Regions from separate parts of the Mus musculus genome. Here regions 1, 2 and 3 are each linked to region 4. A link is a contact called in public ChIA-PET and Hi-C data. All regions are on one chromosome and are shown on one strand. The core of a region is the stretch at or near the end of the contact, and the rest is flanking DNA. Distances in the headings are between cores, read along the strand shown. Region 1 has its middle 61 kb from the start of Gm41598. Region 2 holds the start of Dazl (deleted in azoospermia-like). Region 3 overlaps Plcl2 (phospholipase C-like 2). Region 4 overlaps Plcl2 (phospholipase C-like 2).

Region 1 (2,700 bases), core at 16-2,515, 200 kb after region 4:
AGACACATGATCCATACCTTAGGAGAGTCAACTCAGCAGCTTGGCTCAATTAGGAGAAGTTAGATCCCTTGGAAAGGGGGCCATTTGTGCCTCCTGGGTTTTTGGCACCAGATGCATAAACTGGTGACATTACCATGCAATGGTATATTTAAGGCTTTATTTTAGACATGAGAGCAAGAACAGCCAAATGCATCTGGAAGAGCCTAGAGAGAAAGAAGTAGCCTGGACATGGCATGGAAAAAAAAACCAGGAGAAAAACGAGAGAGAGAGAGAGAGAGAGAGAGAGAGAGAGAGAGAGAGAGAGAGAGAGAGAGAGAGAGAGGAGAGGGGGAAGAATGAATGAATGATTATATCTGAACTAGGAAGGTTCTAAGAAGAATGAGTGGCTGAGGAGAGAAGACTGAGCGTGAGGGAGTTTGGGGTAAAGGACGGGGTGAGTAGAGACACACATCCCTTCTGTCTTTTGAAATTTGAGGAAATGGAGTTTCTCTTGGATCTGACAGTAACCAAAACCATTGGGAATAGTCTATAATGTTTTGGATAATGTTATGGGACCCTTTTTGCCAATAATTTAAAAAAATATATATATAACCCATTCCTGATACTGAATGGACCTAGATGGGGAAGGGGAAACAGACTACAGTATCATAAAGGGATAAAATGGAAACTAAAATAATAGGTGTGGTGGTTTGACTAGGTACCCCCCTTACACCCCACCCTCCTGCCCAGACTCATGAGTGTGAATGCTTGGCCCATGGGGAGTGGCACTATGGAGTAGGTGTGGCCTTGTTGGAAGGAGCATGTCACTGTAGTGGGCTTTGAGGTTATACATGCTCAGGGTTATACACTCATTGATACAGCCTCCTTCTGCTGCATTCGGATCAAGATATAGAAGTCTCAACTCCTTCCGCAGCACCATGGCTGTCTGCAAGCCTCCCTGTTTCCTGCCATGATGATAATGGACTGAACCTCTGAACCTCTAAGCCAGCCCCAATTAAATGTATTCCTTTGTAAGAGCTGCCTTGGCCATGGTGTCTCTTCACAACAATGAAACCTTACCTAAGATAGAGAAGTAAATGAGAGGCCAGGTTAAAGGAGGGTAGGGAGCAAGGGACAGCAAAGCCACTTGGAAACCTACTATTGTAGAAGCTTTCTCTGATAGTGAATATATAAAAGGAATCTAAATGGAGCCACCGTAGAATGAGGAAGATGACGTCTTACTTTCACGATGGGTGGAGGGTGGACTGTTTCCTGGCTTACCAAACCCCAAGATGAGGTGGCTCTAAAATTATACTGTATGGTGAAACCCCGGAGCAGCTCAGAGAGGCACAGTGCTGGTTGTTGCTTGGTCACCTCTAGGTGACCCTGTGGTTACCCTCTCTGCAGTGCCTGCCGCAGGCTTTCTTTGAATCTCTTAGAAACAGGATTCTGAGAAGCCAGCAGCAGCCTCGTCCCCACCCTGCAGGCCTCACACAGTTGCATTTTTATAAAAAGTTTTATTTATACTTCATGTGCATTGGTATTTTGCCTATATGTATGCCTATGTAGGGGTGTCAGGTCCCCTGGTCAGTTACAGACAGTTGTGAGCTGCCACGTGGTTGCTGGGAATTGAACCTGGGAAGAGCAGCCAGTGTTCTTAACCACTGAGCCCTCTCTCTAGTGCATTTTCCTTCTTTAGGTGGCCAGCCAGAGGGTCTGTGCTCTGGTGCAGGCTGTTGTGGATTGAAGCTGCAGAAGCTGCCGTGGCTCTGCAGAGCCTTGAGTTCAGAGCTTATGCTACCCCAGGCTTCCTTGGTCAGTGGTGGGCCTCAGGGCTGAGCAGTGTCCAAGACAGACATAAAGTACCTGCCCTGTTAGCTATGTGGGTGACAACTGGATGTAACCACATACAGTACTGTTGCAGGGAGCCAAGCATCTGCCTGAGATGGAGAAATGGGCTCCAGAGCTACTGTCCACAGTGTCCCTCTTAACTGGGAGAGGGGCATCCCCAGGGTGACTGAGGCAGGCAAGCTTGAAAGACGCTAACATTTCCCGACATTGGGTTCCATTCCAGGCCTCTGGCCTTCATGTTCCTGCTGGAGGAAAATGACAGTGGCCTTTCTACCCCATCATTGCTGCCTATGCCCCGTTTGCTCATCTGCTAAGCCCTACATCTCTCTAGCTAGACTGTAAGTTCTAAAGAGCTAGAGATCCATCTTTTCATGGTGAGTCTTCAGCTCTGGGCAGGGTTTGACAAATGCCAGATCCTCAATAAATAGTAGCAGCTAAGATATGGGCCCTGGTTTCAAGGAGGACGTGGTGACCAACTCTGCTATGAATACACACAGTAGCAGCAGGGAAGGCCGAGGAAGACCTGCAGCCTCAGGACAGCTTGGAGATAAGTCTCACTAATTTGGACATGGGAGGAAGATACCACCACTGCACAATTATCCACCCCCAGAGCTTAAAGCCACCTCCACCTGTCAGTCTGCTTGTGATGTAAAAGAACTTGGTTGTATACCTTTGCTCTACAAGGCCTGCCCTGTTTTGTGTGACCTGGGTCCTGGAACTCTAACAGAAGCAAGGGAACAGAGGACACACAGACACCCACAGAGTAAAGTTGGAAGTAGGCTACTGCCCCACCCAGAAACTGTTTACTGGGCACAGCACAGAGGGGAGGAGTTATCTAGTCTCTGAAGGAGGGCTCTGGAGGCAGGTTCA
Region 2 (2,700 bases), core at 87-2,586, 230 kb before region 4:
AAGCTGAGAATAGTTATTAAAGATTTCAGGATTCACATTTTTGAAATGTAATTAAATCACTATGCTAAGCAAATTCCCATGTATGCTACAAATACTGGCCAATAGATAAAAATCTGCAGTTATCAAATGTTTAACCCTAATGTAGTGAGAAAACGGTCCAATATTGTGCGATTTAAATTATTGTGATAGACAAGTACCTATTTCACATTATAAATGCTTAATTTGAATTCCAACTTAAGTTAACATCGGTCATAAGTAGTATAAATTTCTTCCTTTACCTCTAAAATGGAAAAAAATTTTAAACGAACATGCAACATCTAACGGATTTGTGATTAAATGGCTATCAACGTTTGTTTTCAGTAGCCCAAGCTAGCCTGGCAACGCCTCAGTCAGTCTGCTGGCGGCGGCAGCGGCGATTACAGCAGAGCTGTCCGGTCCCGCTTTCCCCGACCCCCGCCCGGCTCAGGCCTCTGGCTCCTCCCCCAGCCCACGCAAGCCAAGCTCCCGCAAAGCCGCCTCCACCCCACCCACAGTCACCAGGCGACAGGGCCCGCCCTCAGCCTCCCGATAACCACGCCCTCCGGGTCCTTTCCACGCCGCGGCCAAGCCGCCAGGCCGCAGGACCCGGCGCGGCCAGCCTAGGCGCCACCTGGCGGAGGCGCCCGCGCTGCGGCGCTCCGACCCGGAAGCCCGGGCGCTCGTGCGGAGGAGCTGGGCCGCGGGGTGGGGGCTGGGCCGCGGCAGGCCTCGCCTAAGGCCTGCTCCTACGGGCACCGCGGCCCAAAGGCGGGAAAGAGCCGTCACGTGACGCCCAGGCCGTGCACGTGGCCCACCCCGGGGCTGCCCGAGGTCCCCAGGGCTGCCCGCCATCTCCCCGCAACCCCTCAGTGCTGGTGTAGGCCGCAAAGGCAGCAAGGCCGCCACTCTTGTCCTCCAGGCCTCACCCTGGGGGCTGTCCGGTGGGGGAGGAACCCAGAACCGGAAATATGAAAGGACCCTCTTTATGCCCTCTCCCCACTTCTCTGTGCTACACCAGAAAAGGCCGATTTTTAAACCTCCGCGTAAGGAATCGCGGCCTCCGGCTGGTCTTGCACTGCCACCCCGGGGCCTGCCCTCGACTCACCATGATGGCGGCCAGAGTTCGGGTGGTAAAACCTCGAAGGTGGAGCAGAAGCCACGCGACGGGGCAGCTACGTGAGGTGGCTGCCTAGCCGGCCAACGGGCAAAAAAAAGCCGAGGCGGTGGTGGAAAGAGAGCCCACGGCCACGGAGACAGCGGAGTCCCGAAGCGAGCGTGCTGAGGGTCGCCGAGTCACTGAGGCGTGGGCTGCGCGCCCCGGGGGGATGACTGTGCGTGGCTGGCCTCGTGACGTGCTACAGCCAATAGGCGGCAGCGCTAGGGCCTCGCAAGGGGGGCCAGGGGACCCACGTCGCCCACGGAGTGCGTGAGGGGTGCGCATGGAGCATGCGCGACATCTACGTAAGGGTCTCGGCTGCCGAGCAGGCCCGAGCCTCACTGACAGACAGATGGACCGACTCCTGCCACTCCCTAGCCCCCCCAGGACCGTGTCCGAAGCCCCTGTGAAATAAGTCCTGGGCAGGACGGTGCTCAGAGTTCTGTCAGGAAAGCATTTATTCAAGTCATTACCTCAAAAATGGCACCTCGAAGGCATGGCGTTATCCCGTCAGCAAAGCTTGGCGGCCGAATTTAAAATTTACAAAATGCCCGCAGAAATAGAAATTAATAACGGGCGGCACGACTAGAGAGCAGGCCTTGCCTGGCCGGGCCCCTTCACCCTCTTTTTCAGCCACATTGAGAAGGTTGAGTCCGGGTGCATGTGGAAGGCGCACCTCATGCCTCACGGGCCGGCCCGTCAGCCATCAGGACTTAGTTTTTTTCTTCCGTTTTTTTTCTCCCCCCCCCCCGCCCCTTCAAATAAATGCCCGAATTATCCGGTACAAAGGACACAGCAGTGACCAGACCACACGAGAGAATATCCCTCCCTTCGTGGAATTTAGGTTGCAGTGTGAGCGTTTCTCTTGTAGGCTTTACAGAAACAAGCTAGGCCAGCTGAGAGAATTCTAGAACATTCTCAAGGCCAGAGAAACGGGGCCTACCTACCTACAGCAGAGCCGAGCTGTAGGGTGCTTGGTGGAGATAACCTTACGGCAGAACCACCTAGTACTTATACCGTCCTGACTACCTTTTGTACAGATGATAAGTATTACAGCTTTTTTTTTTTTTAAAGCTGGCAAAACAGCTTAAGATTGCCACTAACCATGCAGCAATGATGGAGAAAATAGTATTAAAATAATAAATAAAAATAAAACAAATAAGGGTAGATTGCACCTATTTGAAAGGGGGGAAATTCCAAAATTCTGAAACTAAAATTAAGCTCGAAACTACAGCGGTGAAGATCCGATTCTCCACTGGCCTTCGGTAGGTGGCTACATGGTGGTGTGAACAGTCTAACAAAGGGCCTGGACTGTCCTCATTTTAGTGTAGAGAAGAAAAAAACCCACTACAGACAGCTGGAATGGTTGGTTAATGAGCAGCGGAGAGATGGCTCTAAACTCTGTAGCTCCAGGCCTTCCTGCGTTGGCTGGATGGGGAAAGCTGAAGCGGTGCAGCCCGATTTGGAGCTGAGCACCTTGCAGCACACCGGTGTTCTGGCAAGGCATCATCCTGAGGAAAAGCACG
Region 3 (2,700 bases), core at 62-2,561, 150 kb after region 4:
GTTATGTTTCTTCTTAGGATTTGTTAAGATTCTTGGAGTGTGTGTGTGTGTGTGTGTGTGTGTGTGTATGCTTATGTGTGTGAGTGTACATTCACCCATGTATGTATGTATGTTTTGATACTGTTTCACAAGACACATATATGTTTAAAATCTTTTTCTCTGTTTTAAATTTCATGATATTTGTAAGCAATATTTCTACATTTAAGCACTGTTGCCTTGCTCTGAAACATAACATTTGCTGTCAGTCATGTCCAGTATGGGATGGGTGCTGGAGACAGAACACATGGCCTTCTGCGTGCTAGACATGCACTGTACTGCGGAGCCACAACACCAGCCCTTCCGTTTCACATCTCCTAGACCCGTATGGCCTCTGCCTTTACTCTATGTCCCACATTCACAATCAGTGCGGAGCTCCGCCGCCACCCTGCTTCAGGCTCCAGCCTTGGTGGCCATCCCGAATTACATGCTACCTCTTGCTCTTGGTTCCTTCTCAGATACTCAGGTGCTGCTTCTCTGTGGTGGTGCGTGCGTGCGTGCGTGCGTGCGTGCGTGCGTGCGTGCGTGCGTACAGTGGTTTTCTAGCTTTGAATTGGACCAGGGTCACTTGTCTCTTCTCTTTCTATCCAATTGTTTTTTTCCTCCGCTCTATAAACAAAAGATACAAGAACCATCATTAACTGTGTCCCTCCCTAGTTCGGTCGAGTATAAGAAAGAGTTTTCTGTATTTTTATCGCTTCTCAGAGTAGCTACTGCTAGCTTTATGAGCCTGTTAACTTCAGTGTAGTGCAGTAGCACATGCCTGCAGTCGCAGCTCTTAGGTGACCTGAGCAGGAGGCCAGCCTGGCGGAGCTGTGCAACAGGACCCTGTTCCTTAGTTGGCCACTTCCTGCGCAGTCTGGCTGCTGCTGTGGTTTTAACTTGGTTGTGTTCTTATTGGTTTCACTCTGTATCAGGAATGTGGGCAGGGACTTCTGTGGCTCATTTCCCACCAGCACTGTGGGGAGGAGTTGATCGATCTTTCTTCTCTCCTCACTGAAGTAATCTCTCCCTGAGAACAGTTACCGTGCATGTTCATTGCTGTGCTTTTGATGGCAGAATCTCAAGGTGGAAAAGTCCTGGTGTAGCTGGTTACCAGGAACAGAAATTCACCAAGACTAGCTGGCAGAGAACCGGCTGAAAGTGTTGGCACTCACAGGAAATCATGAGAGACCACAGGGAACTCGGATCAAAACACTGCATTCCTGCCTCAGAGGGCCAGAAAGCTGTCAGAAGCCCTGGTGACCGAGAGCATCTGTGTCCTCTAGTTCCAGGGTTGTGCTGGCTTAGCTCTGGCATCTCTCCATTCTTCATGGCTAGCTAGCTCCTGTTCACGCAGTTCCTACTGTGTTATAGCTCGGCCTCTCCTTGGTCTTCTGCAACTGCTCTTCATGAGTTCTGTAGTAAGTGTACCCTGTGGTATTTGCTGGCTCAGCCCAGCCTTTTAGTTCTAGACCAGCAGTCCCACAGTGACAGGCCTCCTCATATTAGTTCTTACCCAGCCCTAATCCCTGTAGCCAAAAGATGGATGCCTTCACTGGCAGCTCCAGTTTCATGTTGCTGTGTAACAATCTACCTCAAAATTGGGGGCTTAGCCCCCCCATTATTCTATACATTAGCTGTGCTCAGCTGGGTGGTTTTCCTGATCCATGTGGTGGTGGTCAGGGCCAGGGGAAGGCTTTGCTTCATTGGGAGCTCACATGGCTTAGAAAATGGAGCAGGCTTTACTTGGCTGGCATCTCACCTAAGAGCTTGGGGTGTGTGTGTGTGTGTGTGTGTGTGTGTGTGTGTGTGTGTGTGGCAGGCTAAAGCAAGCTGCTTACAGCCCAAGCCGTCATCAGATGAAATACCCAGCTGGTCCTTCCCCCCGCCCCCCCCCCCATGCCCTGCACTGGCTGCCTTCAGAAAACAAGGATGAGAGGGAAACTCCAAAAGTAATTAGAGACTTATTCTCCCTGGGAACATAAGATTTCTGCCAAAAAAAGTCAATAAACCAGGTTGTGTCTGTACAGACATGATCTAGATCTTCTTCATGTATCCTGGGCACAGTGCTTACCTTAGAAACCTGAGGACTGTCACTCAATTCTTTTCTAAAATTTAATGTGGTGGCCCATGGATGACTCTTCCTCTAGATATTCTCGGCTGTTTTAGTGACTGTACTACAAGTGAGATCATATGTTGCCAGCTTTTCTGAGAAGCTGTACTTGACTGGAAGCTACTTTTCTATTTAAATAGTGTGTGAGTGGCTCAGAAAACCCGACAGTCCCAGTGTTCATCATTAGGCTTTTTTCACCACAGCATATCCCCCAAGACCTTACAGTGCGCAGTGATCTTAGCAAATGTGTGCTCACACAGAAGGTGCGTGGGGGAAGGGTCCTGTGTGTGCTGCTTCTCCTAGTACTGTCGGAGGTACAGAGCTGATCCTGAGCACTCCTCACTCTGCAGACCCTCTCTCTTTCCTCCTGGATCTTGGTCTGGAAGCTCTCCCTGATTTCCTGCTTTCTGGGTCCAAGCTGTGGCTCACTTCCGTGGTCCAACTGCTCCTGAAGCCTCCTCCCAACCTGTCACCAGAATGTCAGTGGATGAGGCTGCCTTCCCTATGACAGATCCATGACAGGGGCATGAGTCAGAGCCAGTTTAGAAAACATTATAGTCTAGATACCA
Region 4 (2,700 bases), core at 122-2,621:
AAGATTCCTTGTAGCAAGACTTAGGTATAACTTTAGAATTTTCACTCTGGAATGTCATGGAAGGGAATCATGTACGTATCTAGCACCGATATGCCTCTACCAGCAACGTCTGTTCATCTTCGAGGAGCTTGGCTCATTTTCTGTGGGTTGGTTCGCTTAAAAGCACAAAGCAAAACTTAATTGGAATCTGCCTCAAACATTTGCGTCTTAGACACGGTGTTAGAAGTTAGGAGTAGGCAAATACGAGCATTTTGGAAAAGGAGAATTTACATGGATTTATTTTCTTTTAGATTTTAAACTTGAAAACCTTTACATTTTAAAGTCTAACCATCTCATCCTGTGATCCATAATCCATACTTTTCCATTACTTTGAAACTATTTGTGTGAAAATATTATTTATTTTTATGCAAATGTTGGTACAGAACAATCAGATATCAGGTAGGATCCATTGCCTTTAGGTGAGATCTGGAAGTTGGCATTGGTGACTTTCACTTTCTGGGCACCGATCTATCCTGACATGCACCTAGACCCTTGAGCAAGTCTATTAGGGTTTCTATAGCTGTGATAAAAGGTAATGGCCATAAGCATCTTTTGTTTTGTGTTGTTTTGTTTGTTTTCGAGACAGGGTTTCTCTGTGTAGCCCTGGCTGTCCTGGAACTCACTCTGTAGACCCGGCTGGCCTCGAACTCAGAAATCCACCTGCTTCTGCCTCCTAAGTGCTGGGATTAAAGGCGTGAGCCACCACTACCCTGCTGACCGTAAGCATTCTTGTGGAGGAAAGGGTTTATTTTATTTTATAGCTTATAATCTAGCATCCAGGGAAGTCAGGGCAGGAACCTGGAGGCAGGGACGGATGGAGGAGGGCTGCTTCTGGCTTGTTCCTATGGTTTGCTCAGCCTGCTTTCTTATAGAACTCAGAACCACCAGCCCAGGGTAGCACTGCTTACAATGAGCTGGGCCCACCTACATCCACTGTCAAGAAAATGCACCACATGCTTGCCCACGGGCTAATCTGGTTGGGAATTTTCTTAACTTAGGTTCCCCCATCCACTATGACTATAGGTGTGTGTCAAGTTGACATAAAAGTAGCTCACACAGAAAGCAGGGATACATTGAACTTCTGCTCTTTATTTTACTTTCATTGCTGAGGATGTAATAGATGAGGCCCCTGAGCTGGCTTCACAGCAGAGCATTTGCCAGTGGAAGTGTGGAATCTGTAGGAGTTCTGGTGTGTCTACCACGGTGCACCCATATGGGGTGAGAGGATATAGACTGATGGTTGAGAGAGGTTGGGTGTCGTGCAACCAAGTGGGAGGAGAAGCCACACCCAGTGGGAGGCGTCCTGTGAAGCTTTATTTCTGGGAAATGGTCAAATTGGGTTTGTGGCTGTGTGCAGAAGAAAAGATTTGCAGGAGATCCTGTAGAGCGGTGCTGTATACTCAAGGTTCTGAGGTTTCTTTTGATGTTCTCCAAGAACTTCTGGCAAGGCGGGTCCCTTCAGCCCACGCTTTTGTAATAAGCCAGTTAGCATTCTTCAGTTGTGAGCCTCTGTTGGTTTTCATCATTTACGTGTGAATGAGGACTGCCCAATAGTTACTTTTTGTGGTCTTTTGGAAAGTGCAGTGTTCATGGATGCCTTAGACTGTGCTGGTAAGAAAGTGTTGGTCCCAGGGAATAGACCGTCAGATGTAGGCAGATAATCTGACTTTGCTGATTATCAAACAAACAAACAAAAAACACCCCCATGTCCTGAGTTACCTCTAGCTTTCCATGTCCCTATTCATTTTTGTCAATTGTGCTGTCTAGTAATCCTGAAAAACTGAGTGCATGATCTCTGGCACTGTTGTTAAATTGGCAGAGCCAGGGACATGCTTTTTCACTTTTTAGCCTTTTCAGATTTGGGTAAAGACAAAAACAAAATCACCACCCCCACTCGCACCCCCACATTAATAATAAAATCATATAGAATTTGTTTCCACCGAGGTCTACTGGTTTTCTAGAGAACCAGGTGTAAGGGAGTTTGTGTAACCGAGGAAAGATGTGTAGGAGACCTTTCAAAGAGGCAGACTTTGTAGGGGGAGAGCTTACTGGTGGGCTGGCCTATTTGGTGGCTTATTGGCCCTGTGAATGAGGTCTTTCAGTTCAGTCTTTGCTGTTCCCACACTGGTTGCTGTTCAAAAGCTGGGAGTGCTTTTATCCAGCTGCTGCTCTGGACACACAGCCTGTAAGCAGAAAGCCACATGCATCTGCAGGCTTGAGTCAGAAGTGCTTTGCAGTTGGCAGCCTCATTGCAAGCAGAAGCCACGGACTCCAGGAAAAACAACAGACTGTCTTTTAAAATTACTTGGTTTCCATAGCCTCCTGTTCAAATATGTACTGGGTTCTCTCCCTAATGACACACATGGCATCGGAATGGCTGTCCTTAACCATATAGAGACAAATAGGGTGTGTGGGCACAGGGAGTGATGCAGGTAGATGTAGCCAGAAGAGACAAAGGACTTTCATTCTGCTGTGCGCACACTATCCCAAAGGTGGTAGAGTGGTCCTCATTCCCTTCTTGGCACCACATGTCTCTGATATCACTAAAACAAAACCTAGAAGTCGCAGGGCGGACTTCAGTCTCACCCTCTGTATTAAACTAAAGTAGAAGGCCGCTCATGGAGATGGCGCTCGAAAGGCTCGCTTCTTGTTCTACCTGCA

The links. Hi-C and Micro-C count contacts between places; a contact is called where the count stands out from the background. ChIA-PET counts read pairs in DNA pulled down with a chosen protein or histone mark.
Region 1: a contact with region 4 is called in an RNA polymerase II ChIA-PET map of memory CD8 T cells, with 200 read pairs. The contact joins two enhancer-like sites. A contact is called at or near these places in 6 of 484 Hi-C or Micro-C datasets (the Ba/F3 cell line, CD4 T cells, CD8 T cells and 3 more), 6 of 115 datasets of contacts at active chromatin or transcription factors (the 230-238 cell line, CD8 T cells, bone marrow-derived macrophages and 2 more) and 1 of 9 other capture datasets (liver).
Region 2: a contact with region 4 is called in a Hi-C map of cerebral cortex, with 4 times the contacts expected there. The contact joins the promoter of Dazl here to the enhancer-like site in region 4. A contact is called at or near these places in 9 of 39 promoter capture datasets (the C10 cell line, the HPC-7 cell line, cranial neural crest and 6 more), 18 of 484 Hi-C or Micro-C datasets (the AML12 cell line, the C2C12 cell line, the HL-1 cell line and 10 more), 13 of 115 datasets of contacts at active chromatin or transcription factors (the HPC-7 cell line, bone marrow-derived macrophages, embryonic basal ganglia and 9 more) and 6 of 9 other capture datasets (adipose tissue, bone marrow-derived macrophages, embryonic stem cells and 3 more).
Region 3: an RNA polymerase II ChIA-PET map of memory CD8 T cells shows a contact between it and region 4, with 112 read pairs. The contact joins two enhancer-like sites. A contact is called at or near these places in 6 of 484 Hi-C or Micro-C datasets (the C2C12 cell line, CD4 T cells, the HL-1 cell line and 3 more), 7 of 115 datasets of contacts at active chromatin or transcription factors (CD8 T cells, large pre-B cells, memory CD8 T cells and 3 more) and 3 of 9 other capture datasets (adipose tissue, liver and pancreatic islet).

What each region holds. Positions count from the first base shown.
Region 1 is chr17:50,728,461-50,731,160 of GRCm38.p6, forward strand. No RefSeq gene overlaps it. Among named protein-coding and RNA genes, the nearest start is that of Gm41598, 61 kb to the right of the region's middle. Within about 2 kb of position 1,266, at least 76 of the 459 cell types and tissues checked have an H3K27ac peak or open chromatin away from gene starts, as enhancers often do. A contact at or near this core is called in CD8 T cells, Th1 cells and memory CD8 T cells, where this site is marked.
Region 2 is chr17:50,292,284-50,294,983 of GRCm38.p6, forward strand. It overlaps Dazl (deleted in azoospermia-like), which reads right to left and starts at 1,337. Exons shown (of 11, transcript NM_010021.5): 1 at 1,124-1,337. The coding sequence starts at 1,126.
Region 3 is chr17:50,677,185-50,679,884 of GRCm38.p6, forward strand. The region is part of intron 5 of Plcl2 (phospholipase C-like 2); the gene reads left to right. Among named protein-coding and RNA genes, the nearest start is that of Gm41598, 110 kb to the right of the region's middle. Within about 2 kb of position 1,312, at least 149 of the 459 cell types and tissues checked have an H3K27ac peak or open chromatin away from gene starts, as enhancers often do. A contact at or near this core is called in CD8 T cells, group 2 innate lymphoid cells, memory CD8 T cells and 1 more, where this site is marked.
Region 4 is chr17:50,523,815-50,526,514 of GRCm38.p6, forward strand. All of the region lies in intron 1 of Plcl2 (phospholipase C-like 2), which reads left to right. Among named protein-coding and RNA genes, the nearest start is that of Plcl2, 16 kb to the left of the region's middle. Within about 2 kb of position 1,372, at least 49 of the 459 cell types and tissues checked have an H3K27ac peak or open chromatin away from gene starts, as enhancers often do. A contact at or near this core is called in CD8 T cells, Th1 cells, cerebral cortex and 5 more, where this site is marked.